Regions from separate parts of the Gossypium hirsutum genome. Here region 2 is linked to region 1. Evidence: chromatin contacts called from public Hi-C data. All regions are on one chromosome and are shown on one strand. The core of a region is the stretch at or near the end of the contact, and the rest is flanking DNA. Distances in the headings are between cores, read along the strand shown. Region 1 holds the start of LOC107954857 (2-oxoglutarate-dependent dioxygenase DAO). Region 2 holds the start of LOC107954863 (60S ribosomal protein L27-3).

Evidence for each region. Hi-C and Micro-C count contacts between places; a contact is called where the count stands out from the background.
Region 2: a Hi-C map of leaf shows a contact between it and region 1, with 2.3 times the contacts expected there. The contact joins the promoter of LOC107954863 here to the promoter of LOC107954857 in region 1. A contact is called at or near these places in 3 of 34 Hi-C or Micro-C datasets (hypocotyl and leaf).

Annotation. Positions count from the first base shown.
Region 1 is chrD07:49,496,271-49,500,520 of Gossypium_hirsutum_v2.1, forward strand. LOC107954857 (2-oxoglutarate-dependent dioxygenase DAO) reads left to right here and starts at 2,177. Exons shown (of 3, transcript XM_016890543.2): 1 at 2,177-2,838; 2 at 2,976-3,291; 3 at 3,371-3,714. The coding sequence starts at 2,504. The coding sequence ends at 3,613. It overlaps LOC107954856 (probable U3 small nucleolar RNA-associated protein 7), which reads left to right. Exons shown (of 7, transcript XM_016890542.2): 7 at 1-696. The coding sequence ends at 315.
Region 2 is chrD07:49,779,514-49,783,808 of Gossypium_hirsutum_v2.1, forward strand. LOC107954863 (60S ribosomal protein L27-3) reads left to right here and starts at 1,378. Exons shown (of 1, transcript XM_016890550.2): 1 at 1,378-2,029. The coding sequence starts at 1,456. The coding sequence ends at 1,863.

The DNA of each region.
Region 1 (4,250 bases), core at 927-3,426:
ATGTTGGATCCAACCAAGGTTGGTACAGTGAGAGCACCACAAAAGAAAGAGAAGCCAACAAAGAAGGAGATAGAAGCTGAAATGGATGCTGCCATTGAAACTGCAAAGGATACCGACTTTAAAAAGAAAACAAAGGGAAGGAACAAGCCGAGTAAGAGAGCAAAGAAGAGACAAGAGATGATTGAAAGAGCCAAGAAACCACTCTTGGAACAACAAATACAGGAACATGAAACGTCTAGAAAGAAGCAGAAAACCAATCCGGAAATTGAAATGCCGAAAAGTTTACAGCGGTTTGTTCGTCAGAAAGCAACTTAATTATCTTTGATACGATTGCATTAGCCATTCTAGAAGATCAACCTGTTTTAGTCTTTCCCACAATTTTGTGCTCATCTGACCTAAAGAAGCATTGGAGCCAGGTAGAGATAGGCACCATTGAATTGTATTCTCACTGTTCTATACATACAGAAAAGGAAGCTAGAATTTGCTTAATTTTGTTGTTTTTTAGCATGGAACTTTTATTTTGTAGAATGAATGCCAGAAAACTGGTTTTTAAATCTCGTGTTGAGAATTGGCTTAGGGTATTTGTTCTTACTTTTTTCATGGCATTTTGAGTTGAGATTGTATTTATATCATTCTTGCGGTGGATTTGAGTTATGTTTCAGTATTATAGTTTGAAATAGAGTTTGTGTGGTTCAATATTAACGTCTCCCCGAGTGCTTCGAGGTTAGGGCACTCTTTTTAGAACATCGGACTGATCCGGCTATAATTTGGAATAAGGGTTGAACAGAATGATTTATGAATGGGTATGAACAGGTTGAATCGATTATTATTTTTTATAATTCCTTTATAATTTATTTAATTAAATTACATAAATTGATTAGATTAGAAATTGATAGTTTAATTAATTTGATAGCCTATTAATCTGAATTATTAGAGTTTTTATAAAAAAAAAGGTTAGTTTAGCATTGTTTTTTAGAAGGTTTTTTAAAAAGTGATTTTGAAAATTATTCTTGAAAAGTGTTTTTCAGAAATAAAATGTTTATTTTAGACATGGTGTTATAAAGTAATAAATATGTATTTAAATAATGTTCAAATTAGTTAATATATGATATTTTAGTAAGAATATAAAAAATAATTTATTATAATTTATTAATATTTTAATATATGAAATATAAATTTTAAATATTTTTTAAACAATTAATATTAATTATTTATAAAATTTAATTTAAATATATAAATGATATTTTAATATTTAAAATATAATCAATAAAAATTTAAATATATAATATTATATATTTAAAATAAATTTTAATAGTAAAATAATTACATAATATAAATATTATATAAAATATTTTATAAGGGTTAAAGTTATTTTTTATTCTTAAAAATGCTTTTGTCAAAAAGTAAAAGTTAAAAAAAACTGTTTCTACTGGGTTCAAAAACACTTTTCAAAAGTAATGTCGAATTTAAAAGTTGCTTGTTTAATATTGTTTATGGCTCTAAAAGTATTTTTGACTTCAAATCATTTTTTAGAAGCAATGTTAAACTAAAAGTCAGTTTAGCATTACTTCTCAAAAATACATTTGGAACAAAATGTACTTTTAAGTAAAAATATTGTTTAATAAAATGTTTTTGAGTTTTTCAAAAATGATATTGAGACAAAAAAAAATGTTTTGAAAAAATACTTTTTTAACCAAAAATAGAAGTTTTAGCTTTTAGTTAAAAGTGGGTTTTTTTTAGCCCAAAAGTATTTTTAAAAAGTATTGTTAAATTAATCTTAAACTTTAGCTTAATTGACATCAATACTATTGTCACTTTAAAAGAACCTGAGTTCAAATATATTAAAATGTATTATTCTCTTATCTAAAAGTTTTAGATGAGTTACAAATAATTTTAAATATTGTATAAAAAATTTATATGTTTGAATTTGATTTCCTAAAAGGAACAGTTTGCTGGCTGGCACTTAATTGAAATGTCTGATTTTTTTTTTCTTTCAAATATACCGGTAAACACGGCTTTTGTTGAAACACTCACTCTTATCTTTGAGTTGCGTATTGTTTTGGCTAATTATCTTACCAGAAAACGGAAACGTAAAAAACATGATTGATTTTTGGATCATGCACTTACACCCATTATTATTATTATTATTATTATTATTATTATTATTATTATTATTATCTTTCTTGTTTTTGGACTCATCTCCATCTTTGTACACCATTGCCGATTTGCCATTGCTTTCAATCCAAACACTATGTCGTGGATTTCCTTGTTTTTTCTTGGTAAATTGCCTCACTTTGTCGGAAGAAGAAGCTAAAAGCTGTCCCCTTGCTTCTAGCTCAATCCCCCACTTTCAGCATTAACCAAGGCTCAACAATAGTTAATGCCCTTACATAAAATTTATTATAAGCTGCCATGTGAAGAATTCAATACTTAATACCCTCATAATATTTTCAGTTCCCATATGAAGAATTGAAATAAGCAGAGGAAAGTGAGTGAAAAAAAAATGGATAAAACCCAGAGTATTCCAACCATTGATCTTTCAGATTTTCCAGCACAGTATGAGAAACTAAGGCGATCATCTGAAGAATGGGGTTGTTTCAGGGTAGTCAACCACAACATCCCTTTTGAATTGATGCAGGAAATGAAGCAAGTTGTGAGATCATTGCTTGACCTCCCCATCCAAATCAAGCAAAACAACGTCGATGTCATTGCCGGCAGTGGTTATTGGGCTCCCAGTCCTAAAAACCCTCTTTATGAAGCTTTGGGTCTCTATGATATGGCCTCCTCCCAAGCTGTTCATACCTTCTGCTCTCAGTTGGATGCCTCTCCTTCACAAAGGTCTGCCCCCCCCCCCTTTTTTTGATTTTGTCTTCATGGGATTGTTCTTGTTCGATTTTAGATTTTGAATACCCAATTTGAAGTTCATATGATTCGACATGTTCAAATGAATTTCGGTTTGATTTATTTTGACCCAGAGACACAGTAGCGAAGTATGCTAAAGCAATTCATGAGGTAATCATGGATATAGGTGGAAAAATAGCAGAGAGTATGGGATTGAAGGGTGATTACTGCAAGGAATGGCCTTGCCAATTTAGGATAAATAAGTACCATTTCACCCCTCAATCTGTAGGCTCGGCTGGGGTTCAATTACACACTGATTCTGGCTTCTTAACAATACTTCAAGACGATGAGAATGTTGGTGGACTTGAAGTGATGGACAAATCTGGTGAATTTGTAGCTGTTGATCCCTTGCCTGGCAGCCTCCTTGTCAATCTTGGGGATATGGCCACGGTGAGCTAATAATCCCTTTCTTTAGATGTGGCAGTTCGTGTATTCTCGTGTCGTAATCTTGTTGTTGATTCTGATTCAGGTATGGAGCAATGGAAGGTTACACACGGTGAAGCATAGAGTGCAATGCAAGGAGGCGAAAACTAGAGTGTCGATCGCCACGTTCCTCTTGGGACCGAAAGAGGAAGCGGTGGATCCGCCACCGGAGCTGGTGGATTCGGACCATCCGCGGCTTTACAACTCGTTCACGTACGAGGAGTACAGGAAGCTGCGGCTGTCGACGGAATTGCAAGCTGGTGAGGCTCTTGCACTTGTACATACCTGATCTTAAAGAAAGATTGTGTAAAGCATATTGCAATGTAATGAAAGTCCTCCACTTCTGCCCTTTGTTTGATGAATAAAGCATGAATTTAAATTTCCTAGAAATGAAGTAAAAAGTAAAAATAATCCATACTCATTTCCAACATATAATGACTGTATATTCCATTGCCAAAGGGGTTGCCTGAACCTCCGGATTTGCATTTTTGCGGAGAAATTGGCCCTAAAATTTTCAGATTGGCCTTAAAATCTCTAAGATGTGGCAAGAGGTAAAAGTATCATGACTTTGTATTTTGCTCCTTCTAATAAAAAAAATGGGTAAATTAGTTAACGTATATTAGATTAAAGAGTAAATTAGTCTTTTTTGTTAAAATTTTTATTTATTTGTATTGTTAAAAACTGAAGTGTAACCAGATAGTGACTTGTCGTATGTCATGTGGACTTCATGCTGACATACGATGACCAATTTTTAGTTGTAGAAATGGATAAATTTCTTAGAATGATCAATTTACTTTTTGATCTAATGTATTGGTATTAATTGTTCATTTTTTGAGTAGAAGGGGCAAATTGCAAATTGTGGCAAGATTTGAACATATTTTGTCGCTATTGACCTTGAAAAACTTTTAACAATAAAAATAGATGAA
Region 2 (4,295 bases), core at 128-2,627, 280 kb after region 1:
TGTTGTTAATGTTTGAATATTGTATAACACTTATTTTATTGTTAATTTTACTACTATTTTAGAGGCATTTGCTTGTTAAGTTGAACTTATCTGAGTGTTATTTAAGTATAAAAACTTTTTTTAAAATTTATTTTCAATTTTTCGTGAAATATTTATTTTAATATTTTTAGTTTATTTGGTTTATTATATTTTTAAAAGAAGTTTATATAAATAAAATAAAATTTTAAAAATTTAATATAAATCAAATCTGAATTTTAATATTTTTATTTGAATCGAACTTGAATAAAAACTTAAACTCATTTTTTAGATCGAGCTAAATCCAAACTTAAAAATTGCGGTGAACTTATAATATTCACAAAATTAATTTTGGATAGTATCATATCATATGTATGTAAGTTGCATAAAGTTTTATGTCGTAAATTACACCATATGGTTAAGTTTGTTATTTAATAGCTTTAATTGTACTTTTGATCTAATTATTTCATATAACTATAATATTTACAAACTTAATAACAACTTTTTACAAGTGCAAAAAAAATCATACATAATATATTCATTTTATATGTACTAAATCCTTAGTATTAAATTTTAATTACAACTTATATTCTTTCAAAAAAAATTCACAACTTATATATATAAAATATTCATGACATAATTAAATTTTAAAATTTATTTGTTTTGCAAGTTATAATCTGACATGACATTAATAATTAAAATTCAAAATAAATTATGTTCTAAACTAGTGCTATATGCATACTTAGTGATAATAATGATTATACTAAAAATTGATACATTTTAAACTAAAATTGATGAGTTAGACTACCTGAACTAAAACCTATATATGGTAACCGCACATGATAACTCAGGAATCCATGCACATATTTAAGTTTCGCAGGTAGCTTGTGCAACTTTCACTTTCATTGTAGTTTTCATTTTATCTTAATAAATAATCTTAAACTTATACTATTTTGAGTATCGTTATCATACTATTCAAATAAAAAAAATCTGATAAAAACACATCGAACTATATCATAAAACACAAATTATTAATATATAAATATTTAAGGTAAACTAAATCAAAAGTTACTAAATTATTAATAAATTTAGATTTTAATCACTTAACTTCAAAAAAATTACAAAATAATCATTAAATTATTTAAAAATTTTAATTTAAAAATCGATATTGTATAACCTCCTTTTATCTTTGTTCGGACCTAATCAAATTGATACGCATACAAAATGCATGCGAAATTATTGGACCTAATTAGACCCATCACTCTGACCGAAAAAATTAAGGGCACCAAATCACAAATTTAAGCCCAGCCCACCAAGATTCCGAAACTTCTAGGGTTTCAATCAACTCGCACTATATATTACCCCATTTCCCTTTTTCCTTGTTTCTTTACTTAGGGTTTTTGGGAGAAGAGAATCAGAGCCGCAGCTGCCGCCATCGCCATGGTGAAGTTTCTTAAACCGAACAAGGCAGTTATCGTCCTCCAGGGTCGATACGCCGGCCGCAAAGCCGTCATTGTCAGATCTTTCGACGATGGCACACGTGACCGCGCCTATGGCCATTGTTTGGTTGCAGGGATAAAGAAGTATCCGAGCAAGGTTATCCGCAAGGACTCCGCGAAGAAAACCGCCAAGAAGTCACGCGTCAAGTGCTTCATCAAGCTCGTCAATTACCAGCACCTGATGCCCACGCGCTACACCCTCGACGTGGACTTGAAAGACGTGGTTACCGTCGATGCTCTCCAGACCAAGGACAAGAAAGTGGCCGCTTGTAAGGCAACTAAGGAGAGGTTTGAAGAGAGGTTCAAGACTGGGAAAAACAGGTGGTTCTTTACTAAGCTCAGGTTTTAAGTGTTTTATTGGAACATGTTTTATGCTTAAGTAGTTTTATCGAACAATTTTGAATTTAATGACGGATTTTGAATCTGTTTGGATAAGATATTTCTGGGTTATTATTTTTGTTATTTTATGGAACGTGATTTGCTCATTTCTATAAGAAGTTTAAGCTTTTGAACTATTTTGTGTCCTTTATAATTTATCATATTGTCTTAACGTAGATCTGTAGATCAATGGAGGTTGTGAATTGAATCTTTTAATGTTTGAACCTATTATAATGTCATCACTGTCATTGATTTATTTTTGGATTTTTGAATGTTTTAGCTAACCCAAGAAATGGGTATGCTTTACTGCATTTTGAATATGCTTGGATGTGGCTTTTCTTGGTTATCGCTGTTTCTGTAAATCTGCATTGATCGAGAGATTAAGCTTTTAGTTTAGGGTTTATCCATTATACAAACTATTTGATTCTTAGTTGAAGTGAGCAACATGTGCTTGTGTTTGACTATCGGAAGCTTGAGGTGGCGGAGTGGGGCTTATTGAAATTGGAATCATAATCCATATTGGAGGGCTTGCCGTGCAATTCCAGTGCACAGAGGTTTGTTACCTATAGTTTACTCGTATAACGAGCGTTGCAGTGAACATTATGCACTCGTTACACGACCACCACTTAGAGGAAAGTTCATGCAAGTCAAGCAAATAGTAGGCAATATTCTAAAAAGCAGTGTTTTACAGTTCTAGTTTTCAGAATCTGATCTACTTGGATTTTTTTACCCTGCATTGTTCCTTTGGGTTTAAAGTAGTGTTCGTATTTGTTATACCACCTCCGGAAATGGCTCTACATGTCACCCCTAGAACACCATGCCGCCCATGGACTACCTTCGTCAAGAGTACTTGGCCTCACGCTCATTGATTGCTAAGCTGCCTTATAATGTCTCATTTTCGACCCACGTGGTCATGTTGCAGCCTGTATAAAGGGACAACAAGATGTGACCTTGTCATCAGTTAAACATTGAACATGACATCTCCTCTATCTTTTTTATGTAAGTCCTCTCATTCTTCTAACGAGGGGCCATTCCATTCCAATATATCCTCTACCTTTCAACTTGCTCTCCTTCCCTATAACATTTGCAACTGTCCTGCTACCGTCGATGGTTCTCTGCCTTTTGAGGGTGAACAGCCACCTTTCCTACCAGTTAGTTGGTTTTCACCATTATCAATTTTGTGTTTTATGTTGTACATTTGATTCATCTTTTTTGGACTAGATGGCAATTATTTAATTTTACACATTATATGGGTTTGGATTAGCAATGATTTGCTTAGGGCTTCACATCTATTTAAAGTTACATTATAAAAATTATAAATAAAGGGAGAGATGATACTTTTCTGCCATTTCACACCAATTATAACTTTTTTATTAAGATTTTGAAGTTGATAGTAATTCCTTTTTCAATGTATAACTGCAATGTCAAAATTAGATTTATAATAATAAATTTGTTTCAAATGCCAAATCGACCGCTCATTTTAGATTGTAGAACATCATTTCTCGTTTTTAATGTGTTTTTTTATAATTCTTTTTCAATCTCATAATTTTAAAAAGTTTGAATTCTGCCTTGTAATTTGTATAAGTTGTGGTTGTCCGAATTAAACAAATGATAATAATTAAATTTATTTGGTTAAATCTTGCTATTAATCTTATATATATAAACATGAGATAATATGTTTGCCATGTCAAAATTTAAAAATAATAGCACTTAATGAATTTAATAGCTATCAAAGATCAAAATCTTAAAATTCTAAAAGTATAGAGATTAAAAATGATCATATTAAAGTTATCGACTAAATCCATAACTTATGCATGGTACATAGGCTACTAATAAAATTTAACCTTTCTAAAAACTACAAAACTACACCTGAATAAATTAATGTTATAACTATTGTTTCTCTTCTTCTCTTTTAGTTTTTAATTTTATTACGCTGTACAATTTCTATAGTTTTAATTTTTTTATAATTTAAAAAACTGTGTTAGAAATGAATTTGGATAATAATACCAATATTTTTATGAACTTATTTGTTTCATCACTCAATTTGCTTCGGAAGTTGGAACATGCAATCTTAATGTACACTGAAATGGTGTCTGGATTACAAAATTCATGTAACAGGCGAAGATTGAAAATGAAATCGTGGTAGAAGGTACCTTCATTATCACCTTGTGAAGTATTTGGATCCATACGAACAAAGTATTATTAGAGGGTGCAACTCCAAATCATGTAACAGTTATCGGAACAACTTCTTGAGATGATAATCAAATTGAAAACCATCCATCACGATAAGCAATGGTTATTCAACTAAAAATCTCTTCATGTATTATATACGAAAATTTCAATTATTATTTAATTAGAAATCTCTTCTTGTATCATCTGAATAAGACATAAATTTATAGGGAA